4 separate regions of the Mus musculus genome follow, and regions 2, 3 and 4 are each linked to region 1. The links are chromatin contacts, called in public promoter capture Hi-C and targeted proximity ligation maps. All regions are on one chromosome and are shown on one strand. The core of a region is the stretch at or near the end of the contact, and the rest is flanking DNA. Distances in the headings are between cores, read along the strand shown. Region 1 holds the start of Unc93b1 (unc-93 homolog B1, TLR signaling regulator). Region 2 holds the start of Lrp5 (low density lipoprotein receptor-related protein 5). Region 3 holds the start of 1810055G02Rik (RIKEN cDNA 1810055G02 gene). Region 4 holds the start of Coro1b (coronin, actin binding protein 1B).

Region 1 (3,266 bases), core at 358-2,857:
TACCATACATACCACAAATGTTACATGTAAAATAAACATACATATACATACATATACACAATACACATATCACACATACATACACACATCACACACACATACATTACACACAAATACATACCACATACACTACATATCAAGCGCGCACACACACACATAGACACATCACACACAGAGACATATACACACTCATAGACACATCAGACACACACCACACACACAGTCACATCACACACACACACACACACACAGGCACACCACACACATAGGTACATCACACACACACATAGGTACATCACACACACACAGACACATCTCACACACACTCACACACACCCACACATACCCACACATACCCACACACACATACCACCTTGCCCTTTCCACTCAGTGCCCACTGAGCCCACTCCCTGTGGTACACCCCTCCCTATTCCAGCTGCTCTCTTCTCATTACGCCTCACCTGACCCCTCTATCCTATAGGATTGCATCCTCTCGGGGTCTCAAAGTCTACTGCCATTCCCAACAATATGATCACTCAGCCACAGGCTCACCACGGCTACCACATGAGACTGTAAACACTGGTGTCCACTCTGCAGCCACACAGCTTCAGAGCTTCCTAGTGTCCACTGTGTCCCTCCTGTCCTGTGTCTTCCATGCCCCAGATGATGGCACCACCCTCTCTCTGTTCTTTCACTTTTATTTTTGAGACAGTATCTCATGTATTCACTTCAAATTTCAAACTTGAGATGTAGCAAGATGACTCTTTGAATACCAGGTCTCTTTTCTCCACTTCTTGTATGCTGGACTTACAGGTGTGCACAGCCATGACCACCCCAGGATCACCCCAGGACTCTGCTCATGACAGGAAGCACCTGACCAACTGCACTACATTCCGCCTTTGCTCCCTTCATAGAGCCAACAAAAGCCCACCTTCTGCTTCACCACACATACAAAAGTCACACACAAACCAAAAACATATACAGACATGCCACACAGACAAACCATACCACATACACACACTAACCACACATTACAGACTGCATACATACACGTACACCACACACATACTACATACACCATACATACACACTGTACACACACATAAAACAAGCACACAACACACATACACACACAAACCACACTACACACATTGCACACACATACACATACACCACACACATCACATTCACATACTATATACACCGTACAGCCGGGAGTGGTGGCGCACGCCTTTAATCCCAGCACTCGGGAGGCAGAGGCAGACGGATTTCTGAGTTCGAGGCCAGCCTGGTCTACAAAGTGAGCTCCAGGACAGCCAGGGCTATACAGAGAAACCCTGTCTCAAAAAAACAAACAAACAAAAAATTATATACACCACACACAAATAAACCACAGCACATAAAAACCACACACACACACACACACACACCACACTACAGACTGCACACACATACACCACACACACATAAACAAAAATCACACACGCATGCACACACATGCACCACATATATACCACACACACATACCGCGCGCACACACACACACCATGGACAGTATTAGGAGGAGGCGGCCCACACTAGACGGGGTGGGGCCTACTAGACAGGGCGGTCTTTGATGAAGGAAGTCCCAACCAGCTGCTGGTGCCCAGAACTGCAAGCCCTTGATCTGGATCTGGTCATGGAGGTGGAGCCTCCGCTCTACCCTGTGGCCGGGGCCGCGGGTCCTCAAGGGGATGAAGACCGGCACGGAGTTCCTGATGGGCCAGAGGCTCCCGTGAGCAGGGCAGGGAAACACAATGGGACACCGGACCGACTGCCCCGCGGGGCACCCGGGGGGGGGGGGGGAAGGTCCCTGGGATGGGAGGCCCCCTGTACCCTAGGATGAGGGGCGGGGCTCCAGACTGGGGACCAGGGTCTCAGAGTAGGAACACACTCTGGAATAGGGGATGGGGCTCTGAGTGGAAAGCTGGAACCCGGAGTGGGGAGCAGGGATTTAGAGAAGAGACCAGGACTCCGGGTCAGGGGGACAGAGATCCAGAATTGTGGACTGACACCCCGAGTGGGGTGCGGGGGCCCTGGGATGGGGACTAGGACCCTGGATGGGAAACCTGAGTTCCTGGAAGCCGGGATAGGGTCTGGAGTCCGACCGGGGAGCCAACATGTGATTAGTGATTGGCCCGCAGTTGGACGAACTCGTGGGTGCGTACCCCAACTACAATGAGGAGGAGGAAGAGCGCCGCTACTACCGCCGCAAGCGCCTCGGAGTGGTCAAGAACGTGCTGGCGGCCAGCACGGGTGTCACCCTTACTTACGGCGTCTACCTGGGTAGGGAGGACACACTAACCCTGCTAGCCCTCTGCTTCCCCTCCCCCTCCACTCCCGAGCTTGGAAAGAGAAACCTTGCGGCTAGCTGGCCTCCTTCCCCTTTCACTTCCCGGGTCACATCTGCTGTTGCTGTGGCGTGCACTTGGGACTGGGAGGCGGGGTGTGCCACAAGCCAGTGTGCCCCCAACCCAGCCAGAGACTCGGTGCGGGAGGCTGGGAACGGGAGTCTTGTTCTTATCCTGGTCCTGATGAATACAGGAAAGGGTCGCTTAGGTGACTCGGCGCCCTGCCAGCCTTGCCGTGAGCTTGTTTAGTTGTTCTGAGCCAGACTGATTAGAGCTCTCTACGATGCTCCCTGTCCCCAGGCCTCCTGCAGATGCAACTGATCCTGCACTATGATGAGACCTACAGAGAGGTGAAGTATGGCAACATGGGGCTGCCGGACATCGATAGCAAGATGCTGATGGGTATCAACGTGACGCCTATCGCTGCCCTGCTCTACACACCTGTGCTCATCAGGTGCCAAACTTCTGTTTCCGCGCCCCCCCCCGACTTTGTGGGGTACAGAGACTGTTGGATCATAAGGCCACCTGCTGCCCTCCTATTTTGGACTGAGGCGAACTGCAGAGAGGCCTTGCTTGTTTGGAAGAGTGAGAAGGAAAAGGGGAAATCCCAGCTATAGAGGAGGAACCAAGAGATCCCCCATCCCCCCTCCCCCCATCTGCACATTTGGTTTCATGGGGACTCTGGCATCCTACCAGACAAACTGTGACTTCCTGGGCTACAGCCTTGAAACCCCCAGCACAGCCCAGGTTCTCAGCCCAGTGAGCCATGACTATGTTGAAAAAAAAAAGGTCTCACAGAAAAGGTCTTAGCTGCAGAGGCTCAGGTTGGTCAGGCTGGAGCTCTAGGGCACATATGGTTCAACCTCCAGGCCATTG
Region 2 (3,266 bases), core at 397-2,896, 250 kb before region 1:
GCTTCCTAATGTTAAAATAATCGACTCTATTTTTGCCGCACACACCACCAAACTATAAAGATGTTCAATTTGGGATACCAGATGACAGGCTAGGGGATCCCAGAGTAATGTCAATCCTACCTAGGACAGGAAAGTCGGCTTACAAACCCCACCTTTAAAACAAATAGCTGCCCCATACCCCTTCTGCAGTCACGACCCAGGCATTTCCGGGAAGAGTAGAACTGGCCTGGACTTCCCACAGCCTGTCACAGTTTTGTCTTCGCCTTGTTTTGCTAACACCAGAGATGGCCTGAAAATGTAAACATGATCCCGAGGGAGACAAATTTAGGGGGAGACTCCCCAAGAGCCCTCTGGCTGAGCTTGAGAGCTCCAAGACTGGATGAAGCCAGCTCCCCTCGACCCCTCCCCCCAAACATAGGTGGAAGAGACTGCAGCCCAGGGAATCTGAGCACAGAGCCAGGCCCAGCCACCTCCCTCAAGTGTCTACCCTGGAAATACACAGGGGGACAGCTGTTCGCCTTAATAAGGCCCAGACAAAGGGACCTGAGGTTGTCCCCTACCCCGCCCCAAACTGCCATCACCACCACCCGGGAGTTCAAGAGTATCTGCCGGACCCTTGGACAGCCACACTCCAGAAAAACAAAACACAAACACCCGAAAACAATGATTTAGGTGGCAAGAGCCTTGCTTTAAAAACCACATGGCAATCTCCGAATTAAAAGAACATGTGTAGCGTTTCCAACTGCTTCGTTTCTCGAGAGTCCTCCTGACCTCAGCTCCACCCCTCAGGACACACCAAAAAAAAGTTAGAAAGTTCCCGAGCGGGCCACTTCCCTAAAGGTGGGTCCAACTGAGGCAGAACCATACCTCCCCACACCAAGGCACCCACGCAACCGATCTCGGGGCTGGGCACTGGTCAGCGGGGCTGGGTGCCTGGCCACCGCTTGGGGGCCCGAGCGGTCAGATGGGTCACTGGGGTCACGGGGACACCTGGCAGGTGTCAGTCGGTTTGGAAGGCTGACAGCCCACGCAGGTCAAAGCGACAGCAGCCCAGGGCCAGGCCGCCCCGCGCAGGGCTCTCCGAACTTCCTAGCTAGCAACTTCTGGCACTTCCCAGGGCTCGGTAGGCCGGCCGCCGCAAGCAGGCTCGCGAAAAGTTTTCCCAGTAGTTCGCGATAGGCCAGGCCTGTCCCGGGCCATCGCGATGCCCGTGGGCGCACTCCTGAGCGCGCCCGGCGTCCCGAGCCTTGGGCAGGTGAGGGCCCGCCCGCGCCGCACCTGGCGGGCTCGGTCCCCAGGGAGGGGCCCCGGCGGGAGAGACAAAGGGCCCGCGCGAGGTCCCCCGGCGCGTGGTCCCCCGGAGCGCGCTCCAACTCGTCCGCAACTTGCAAAGTGGCTGCTTGCGGCCCCGGCCATTGTCCCCCGCGCCCACCTTACCCGCGGCGGGGACCAAGCTGCAGTACAGCACCAGCAGCAGCAGCGGCGGCGGCGGCGGCGGAGGGGCCCGGGTCGGCGCCGTTTCCATGTCGTCCGGCGGCCGGGAGCGCCGCGCGCTCACTCGGGCTCCATGGCGCGCGCGGCGGCGGTGGATCCTCGCGGCTCCCGGCGCCTCTTGCTCCCGCCTCGGGCGCCGCGGCCCAAGACGACGCGGGAGGAGGGAGCGGAAGCCGAGCCGGTCTCCGCCCCCCGCGCCGCCCGCGCCCCCCGCCAAGCCGCGCCCTCCTGCGGGCGCCCGGGAGCCGGGCAGGCGGGTCTCTCCGGGCCCGCGACAGGAGAGGCCGGGCAAGCAGGTGGGTCACCTGCCAAGTCTCTGTACTGACAGGTGAGGAAACTGAGGCACGTGGAAGCATGACCCACACAGTCAGGAGGCCTCAGGGCTGGAAGCCAAAGGTCTCCGAAGCCAGCTTTGGGCTCTTTCACCACAACTGTAGCCACCTGGCCCAGAGACATACCGCCCCACTTGGGATGCACGCGGGAACAGGCGCAAAAGCGGATACTGCTGGAGGAACTGGGGGCTTTTACTTTTAGATTTACTTTTTGTTGTATGTGTATGAGTGTTTGCACGCATGTATGTGCACCACATGCGGGAAGGAAACCAGAATAGGGTGTGGGGGTCCCCTGGGACTGGAGTTAGAGGTGTGAGCCACCAGGTGACTGCAGGGAACCAAACCCAGGTCTCTAAAAGAGCAGTAAGTGCTTCTAACTGCTGAGCCTTCTCTCTCCGGCAGTGCTTTCTAGAACCTCACACCTTGGGCAGGCAGGTGTAGGTGAAATCATTTCATGTCCTTAGAAAGTAAGCTAATGGCAGTGTCCACCTTGCAAGGTAGAGAGGAAGGACAGAAGCTGAGGTGGTCAGGAGGGTGCCTCTGCCCTCCTGTGGTTTATGCTAGGAAGAGACAAAAATAAGAGCCCAAACAAAGGAGTGAGTAGCCGGGAAAGTGACATGGCGCTCAAGTGTGTATGACTTTACTTATAAGTCTGACATGGTGTCCAGCCTCGGGAGATTGAGGCAGGAGGCTTGCCATGAGTTTGAGGCCAGCCTGGGCTACCTGCGAGACCCTGTTTAAAAAGAGTTGATAGAGCCCTTGGTTCCCTAGTGTGCACAGCTCTCCCAGCGCTGCATAAACCGGACCTGATAAACAGAAGGAGCAAAAGGCAGGTCAAGGCTGGCCAGCAAGATGGCTCCCGTTGACCTAAGTTCAACCCTAGGATCGCAGAAGAAAAGAGAACTGACTCCCCAAACTTGTCTTCTAATAGGAAAACATGAAGACCAGGGACCAGCTAGTAGGGGGAGGGGACCCACACCAGGGTTCCAAGGGTCAGGGCAGAGATTTCAATGCGGAAGCAGGCCAGTGGTTCAGGAAGAGCAGTCTCCTGGGGTGGCTGTATCCAGTCTCTGACCGGAAGAGGAGTCAGGAGGTCTCAGGGGCAGTCAGGGGACTGGGGACTAGAGCAGCTAGTGTCCTTGCTGGTTCCTTCTCACCCAAGCCCAACCCCCATCCCCCCTCCACCTTCAACACAGAGCCAAGAGCACAACCCCCTTCTCTAGCCCCACTCTCACCCATCCCCCAAGGCCTTCCTCTTTCAGCCTTGATTTTTCTGAGGCCTCCTCTCCCTGCAGCCAGGGAGCTTGTTAAATAAGCCAGACCTCACCACTCCTCCCACCGGTCAGAGAGGAAGCTGAAGCCTTGGGCTCACACGGCCTGGCCTAGCCACACCTCCGTTACTTCTCAACTCCATCTTATGGGCTGCAACTGTAATGGCCC
Region 3 (3,266 bases), core at 304-2,803, 230 kb before region 1:
AGTGTTTTCACTGAGCACTGATATTGTATTTCTTCTTCTGGAACACCTTGGGGGATTAAAATAAACACAAAGCAAAAGGAGCTTGTCTGCCAGTGCCTTCCTCCAGCTGCTTTCAGCAAGCCATTGATGGGCAAATTCCACACAGCGGAAAGCAGGTTGTGCTGATGACAGCACAGCAAGGCTTATATATAGTCTTAATAGAGCTCAGAGCAGGGTCCATTGGTTTCTGATCCCAGGACTCAAGACAGGTTATAAAACTAGAAATAGGCCAGCCATGGTGGCACATACTTTTAATCCCAGCAGGCAAACAGATTTCTGTGAGTTCAAGGCTAGGATGATCTACATAGCAAGCCCCAAACCAGCCAGGGCTGGACTGTGAAACCCCAAACCAGCCAGGGCTGGACTGTGAAACCCCAAACCAGCCAGGGCTGGACTGTGAAACCTTGTCTCAAAACAAAACTGGCAACGATGATCGCTTTGGATGGGCATGGTAGGAGACCTAAAAAGGGTTTTACACAAATTGGCATTCAGTAGCAGAATTCACCTACTGACTTGCAAAACCTACTTTACGTTAAATTCTTTCTTTAAAAATTATGTATGCTGGATGCAGTGGCCCATGACTTTAATCCTAGCACAGGAAGTCATGAGGCAAGTGATCTCTGTGAGTTCAAGGACAATTGGATCTATGCAGAGTTCCAGTACAGAAGGGATACAAAGAGAGACCCTGACTCAAAAATAAAATACAAACATTATGTATGGGAATTTTGCCTACTCCAATACATATTATGTATGTACGTGCACTGGAGGCCTTAAGGCATGGAATCTCCTGGAACTGCTCTTTCAGATGGTCGTGAGCCACCGTGTGGATGCTGGGAATCAAGCGGGGTCATCTGCAAGAGCATCAGTGCTCTTAACTGCTGAGCCATCTCTCCAACCCTAATCTTTTAAAATTAAAAGCAAGTCTCACAGGCTTTCCATTTCGTCCCACGTGTCATGCCACGTGTAAAATTCCAAAGCCCTTTGTGAGACTGTTTCTGGACTTGAAAACAAAAGCGAGATCTTCTTGCAGGATTAAATCAGTGTATTGCCTTTCAGGTGAAATGCTTAGCCAGAAGCTGGCAGGTGCAGTGTGTGCAAAGCAAACCTCAGTAGCCAAGCCATGCCTGCGAGCAAGGACAAGGCTGGACCGCCTTAAGGAGTTGAATAGCCGATGGGAAGAAAGATCAGGAACCGGGTCAGAAGAGCCTCATAAAGTACCTCATGAGGCCTTCTAGAGCTGCCCTGTCCAGACCAGCCATCGTCCGAGTACATCTGCGCTCACCTGATCTGACCCCTCTTCTCCCCGGCTTCTGGGAAAAGCCCTAGACACAGACATAGCCTACAAGTCCCTGGATCGCTCACTTCCGTTAGATCGGCTCCAAATAGCTCTGCGTGGCCAAGGCGGGACCAAGTTGGAAGGCAGCTCCTGAAGCAGGCGTGGCCTAAACAAACCACGCCCACCGCACGCGGCCGCGCGTGCCAGCGACAGCCTATTGGTCCCGCTTTCGTGACGTCTTTCCGGGGCAGTCCGGGTGGGGTCCAGCGCGCACCAGTGAGCTGAGCTAACTGGGTTTCGCTGCGGTCCACGTCCCCGCGCGGGGCTGAATCGCTGAAGTGGCTGCGCTGCGGTGTGAGGGCCACGGGCCTGCCGCGTCCGGGTAAGTGACCCGCACTGCTGTCCAGGGAGCTGTCGTGAAGGCCCCATGAGCCGCTTGGGGATGGACAGCGAGGTGCGGGGCGGAGGAGGGATGAATGGGGACCCGGTGCGCTAGGCGGTGAGGAATGGAGATTCAAGGCGGAGGAGGGAGGAATGGGCCGAGCCCTTAGAGAAGCATGGATGCGCAGGAGGAGGAGGAGGAGGTGGGCTGACGGCGATCGCCAGTCGATGCTGGGCAGTTTGCGAGCACTCTACGGACATTCGAGAGTAGGCGAGTCTTGGATCAGGCTGTACCCTAGAAGGTGTTGGTCTCGGAAATAGTTGAGGCCTGCACCCCAAACTCTTCTACCTACCAATGAGGAAAATCCATCACATTTTTCCTTCCTCCTCATTTGTCTACTTGCCTGCCTCCCCTTGTGGCCGCTAGCTTGTGCGCTTAACGGTCTGGCTGGAGCTTAGAAGTCCAACTCTTAAAAACTTGTATTACTTACACCCCGACCCCTAGGAACCAGCTCTAAAATTTCAATAAGTCAACCAGCAAACTGTTTAAAATACAGGTTTTCCGTTTATAAATTAGACTCGCCTGTTGGACAGCAGAATATCAGAAATACTGGCTTAGCAAGCGTTTAGAACACAGACCTTTGGCATTTTGGTAGTGAGACCTGAACTTTCAGATACCTGGAGATAAGCGGTGCAGTTAAGATAATATTTAATGTTCTGGGATCGTGGGCTAATGTCTGCCACGTGGATACATCCTTTAGATCACAGGGCAATGTCTGTGTACATAATACGTCCAAGCAGGTGATGTGTCAGGATTAGGTAGGTGACTGTGGTTTGTCCTGTACTAGCTTTCCCAATTTCTGTTCTGTAATTGTGTAACTTCCCTAGCGTGGAGTAGAGACGGGGGCCCTGCTGATAGGGATTATTAATGGTCTTTGCTGAGTCTGGACTTCTTGAATTGAAATCTGTGTATGTCAGAGAAAAAGCTCACCAATTTGAGGTCTAGTGATGTGTATATAGCAATCCACACATCATAAAGGCATTAAAGGCAAGGCAAGATTGGGAGTGCAATCTGTCAAACAAACATTAGAGGAATTGGGCAGCATCTCAAGGGTTAGTTGTCACTTGGGGACTCACACAAGTCACCTGGCTGAACTTTAGTAGGAACAGCTCAGGAAATGCAGACTTAAAGTCTTATGTGTATAGACATTGCCCTGTGGTGGAAAGGGTGTGCCCGTGTGACACGATGGAATTGAGAACATGATACTGGCCTTCTTGTATGAGCTGGCAGAAGGTGTCCTGATGCTGATTCCCTGCAGATCCTGTGGGGACCAATTCCCAAAAAGAGACTCAACCCCAGTCTGTTTGTTCTAGTTTCTGAGTTAATACTTGGTTTTTTTGTTAGTGTTTTCTTTCCTCTATTTAATGTGTATGGGTGTTTTGTTTTGTTCTAAAGATTTATTTATTTATTATATGTAAGTTCACCGTAGCTGCCTTCAGACACTCCAGAAGAGGGTGTCAGATCTCATTACAGATGGTTGTGAGCCACCATGTGGTTGCTGGGATTTGA
Region 4 (3,266 bases), core at 198-2,697, 210 kb after region 1:
TGCACAAGACAAAGTCCCTGTCTTTCCTTTGCTGGCATGAATCTTAGCAGGGTGCCAAATAATTACACAATGTAGCATCTGGGACTAAGAACGATTAATGGGAACCAGGAACAGGAAGAACTGGGTGAGAGGAGAGCTCAGAAAGACCCACAGGGGAAGTGACACTTGAGGCCTGGGGTCATTGAGGGATGAAGCCTTCCCAAGGCTAGGAAGAGCTTCCAGAAGGAAGAAGGGAGCAGGATGTGTTAGCCTGAGGTGGGAACTGAGGTTTGCTGTCACTGGGACACGTGCTGAGAGGGGACAGTGCTGGGTGCCCTGGGGTCAGACAGGAATTCTGACATAGGAACATGGAACTATGGATTTTATTTGAAGTGGGGTGATGTGGGGGGTGGGGGTGGTACTTAGAACTGTAGCCACCTGGCATCATATGGGCTTCCCTGTGAACATCTGCTACCCAAGTCAAGCCACACTCCTGCCTCCCTAGCTCCAGGTTTTACAAACAGTGAGAAATCCCAAGACATTGGAAATAACAAAGTTGGGCTGAATCCCAGCTGGGAGGTCTCAATCAAGCACCTGTCCTCTCTAGGCCTGTTTCTTCAGAGTATAGTGACCACTGAGGTGGGACACAAGTCCACTTAGCCTCCCACACACAGTTGGGGCCTCATGAAGGCTAAACAAAGCACCTTTACCTCTGCCCTGCCTCTTCCCACGTCCCTCTTCCCTTTCTGGGAAAGACGGCCTCGTATCACCACTGGTTACTGGAGGTAGACACAGAGGAATAGTGTTCTCTTACTACAGTGGGTCCTAACAGGGACACCTACGTCCTCCAGGATGAGAGGAGATAGGGCAAATATGAGGAGGCAAATCCAGGCTCTGATGGGATGGAGGAGAGAAAGGACATGCATTATGCATGGGATCCACTGTCATCCTCTACTTCGATTTTCTCTAAGCCAGAGCAGGAGCCACAGGAGTCCATCAAGATGTAAGAGATTGCCTTTCACCTCTTCAATGTACATATCTGACATCAGGAACCCCCCAACTTTAAAACCCATACCTATGGCAGGGTGTGGTGGCACATGCCTTTAATCCTTGCACAGATATCTGTAAGTTCTTTGCTAGTTCCAGGCCAGCAAGTATGCAGAGTAACAACCTGTCTCAAACACAAAACAAAAAACACGTGAAAACATTGGAGGCGGAGCGAGAGAATACTTTTGGGTAGAACTGGGTAGGGAAATCAGAGGGCAGGCTTCACCCCACCTCAAGAGACTCGCACAGTCTGTACCCGCGGCTCCAAGCAGGCCCGCCCCTTTCAACAAGCAGCCCAGGGCCTGGCGACTAGGCCTTGCCCCGTGGGCGGGACATCCTAAAGCCCCGCCTTCTGCGCGTGACCTTGCCCCGCCCCCGCCTCCCTCGGCTATCACTTCCTGATTCCCGCTTCCTGCTTCCCAGAGGCCGGGATCCGGAGCCGCCCGAGGTCGCCGCCGCAGTCCCCGGCGCCCCTGGGGAGCGGAGAGCGGTGAGCGGTGAGCGGTGAGAGCGGCAGGGACGGACTAGGGGCGCAGACGTGGGCCTGGGGCAGGGGGCGCGAGCCGGAAGAGCGCCTCGCCCCACCTTCATTCCCGACTCCCTCCCACCCCCCAGCCGCCCCTCTCTCCCTTTCTGGGCTGGGATCTTTGGAAGTTGGGTTCCTGGTTCACTTGGACCGTGCTCCAAGGCCACTTTGAGGACCTGGCAGTATCCTCGACCCCTGTTCAGCCAGGGTCCCTAGGCCCGACTTCTGCAGCTCTTTGCACAGTCCCCGGGACTGAGCTGCGGCCTTGCTAGACCAACCAACCCCTTTTGCTGCCTCTTCTCCCCATCACCCAGCCTTCAAACTCTGGGTGTGGAAAGCGCCTTGGAACCATCTGGGACCTACAGAAGATCTAAATTCTGTCTCCCTTTCAGCAGCACACACACACTCAGACCCCTAGCCAGGGAGGGGATGGGGAGGCAGAGAGTGTTGGTCTGCACCTATGAGCCCTTTCTATAACTGGGGAAATAGAGACTCCCAGCTAACGCTGGACCAATTTCCTGGTGACATGCTCTGTGTGTCTCTTTGGAGAGCAGAGCTGATTCAGGTGTCTCTGCCCTCACAGACATGTCCTTCCGAAAAGTTGTGCGGCAGAGCAAATTCCGGCATGTATTCGGTCAGCCGGTCAAGAATGACCAGTGCTATGAGGACATTCGAGTGTCCCGAGTTACCTGGGACAGCACCTTCTGCGCAGTCAACCCCAAGTTCCTGGCAGTGATTGTGGAAGCCAGTGGTGGAGGCGCCTTTATGGTGCTTCCTCTAAACAAGGTGGGCCTCAGCGGGTCAGGGTGGAGAGGACATCTGAGGACACTCTGGTCACACCTGTGGGCAGGGCAGTTTGTGCCACTTCTTGGCCCGTGGCTACTGATGGATTGTTGATGGAAGTAGAAAAAGTGTTTATTGCCACCAAGTGTGGATAAGAGGCTGCAGCAGGCATTTCCTCATATGCTGGGTGGAGCAGACACATCTGGGCCACCAGGAACCAGGGCAGTCACATTATTCTTGCACCTTGGAGGGCCCATAGATACTGGGAGGAATGGAGGTCGGGACTTTGGGTTCTTCTCTGACTGCTCTTCATGACTACAGACGGGCCGCATTGACAAGGCCTACCCGACAGTGTGTGGGCACACGGGGCCTGTTCTGGATATTGACTGGTGTCCCCACAATGATGAAGTCATTGCCAGTGGATCAGAGGACTGCACTGTCATGGTGAGCAAAGGACCGTTCAAGTCAGGGTCTCAGGGTGTGGCTGAAGGATGCTGGCAGCAGGGGCAAGCACAGGCCTGAGCCCATGCTCCGTCTCCCTACCGCAGGTATGGCAGATTCCAGAAAATGGGCTGACCTCCCCTCTGACAGAGCCAGTAGTGGTGCTCGAGGGGCATACCAAGCGCGTGGGCATTATCACCTGGCACCCCACAGCCCGAAATGTGCTTCTCAGTGCAGGTTTGCACCATCCCATACCTACCCCTTGCTCTCCGCCCTTCTCCAGGATGATCCTGGAATGTTCAGCAGCCTCTCACAGGCCAGTCTAACAGGGGAAGTGATGCCTGCAAAGATGGTGGCCCGGATCAGTTCAAGAGGCGGGGGCAGAGTGGGCCTAGTGGGCTGATGGTCCTACGAGTGCATGCCTGGCTACCTGAGCTGATGACCGCTTGCCCATCAGGTTGTGACAATGTGGTACTTATCTGGAATGTGG

What was found. Capture Hi-C pulls out chosen DNA fragments and counts their contacts.
Region 2: a targeted proximity ligation map of pancreatic cancer cells shows a contact between it and region 1. A contact is called at or near these places in 1 of 39 promoter capture datasets (cranial neural crest), 1 of 130 datasets of targeted methods (pancreatic cancer cells) and 2 of 9 other capture datasets (liver and pancreatic islet).
Region 3: a promoter capture Hi-C map of liver shows a contact between it and region 1. A contact is called at or near these places in 1 of 39 promoter capture datasets (hippocampal neurons), 5 of 130 datasets of targeted methods (the SCID.adh cell line, bone marrow-derived macrophages, effector CD8 T cells and 2 more) and 4 of 9 other capture datasets (adipose tissue, embryonic stem cells, liver and 1 more).
Region 4: a targeted proximity ligation map of pancreatic cancer cells shows a contact between it and region 1. A contact is called at or near these places in 1 of 39 promoter capture datasets (the C10 cell line), 2 of 484 Hi-C or Micro-C datasets (cerebral cortex and myeloid progenitors), 3 of 130 datasets of targeted methods (effector CD8 T cells, memory CD8 T cells and pancreatic cancer cells) and 3 of 9 other capture datasets (adipose tissue, liver and pancreatic islet).

Annotation. Positions count from the first base shown.
Region 1 is chr19:3,933,579-3,936,844 of GRCm38.p6, forward strand. It overlaps Unc93b1 (unc-93 homolog B1, TLR signaling regulator), which reads left to right and starts at 1,608. Exons shown (of 11, transcript NM_019449.2): 1 at 1,608-1,774; 2 at 2,184-2,325; 3 at 2,691-2,844. The coding sequence starts at 1,616.
Region 2 is chr19:3,684,918-3,688,183 of GRCm38.p6, forward strand. It overlaps Lrp5 (low density lipoprotein receptor-related protein 5), which reads right to left and starts at 1,647. Exons shown (of 23, transcript NM_008513.3): 1 at 1,438-1,647. The coding sequence starts at 1,525. It overlaps Gm36672 (a long non-coding RNA gene), which reads left to right and starts at 1,633. Exons shown (of 4, transcript XR_388279.4): 1 at 1,633-1,822.
Region 3 is chr19:3,706,740-3,710,005 of GRCm38.p6, forward strand. It overlaps 1810055G02Rik (RIKEN cDNA 1810055G02 gene), which reads left to right and starts at 1,554. Exons shown (of 4, transcript NM_028077.3): 1 at 1,554-1,697. It overlaps Gm36608 (predicted gene, 36608), which reads right to left and starts at 1,429. Exons shown (of 3, transcript NR_167751.1): 1 at 1,322-1,429; 2 at 1-46.
Region 4 is chr19:4,147,207-4,150,472 of GRCm38.p6, forward strand. Coro1b (coronin, actin binding protein 1B) reads left to right here and starts at 1,448. Exons shown (of 11, transcript NM_011778.3): 1 at 1,448-1,530; 2 at 2,136-2,338; 3 at 2,657-2,779; 4 at 2,884-3,013; 5 at 3,234-3,266. The coding sequence starts at 2,138.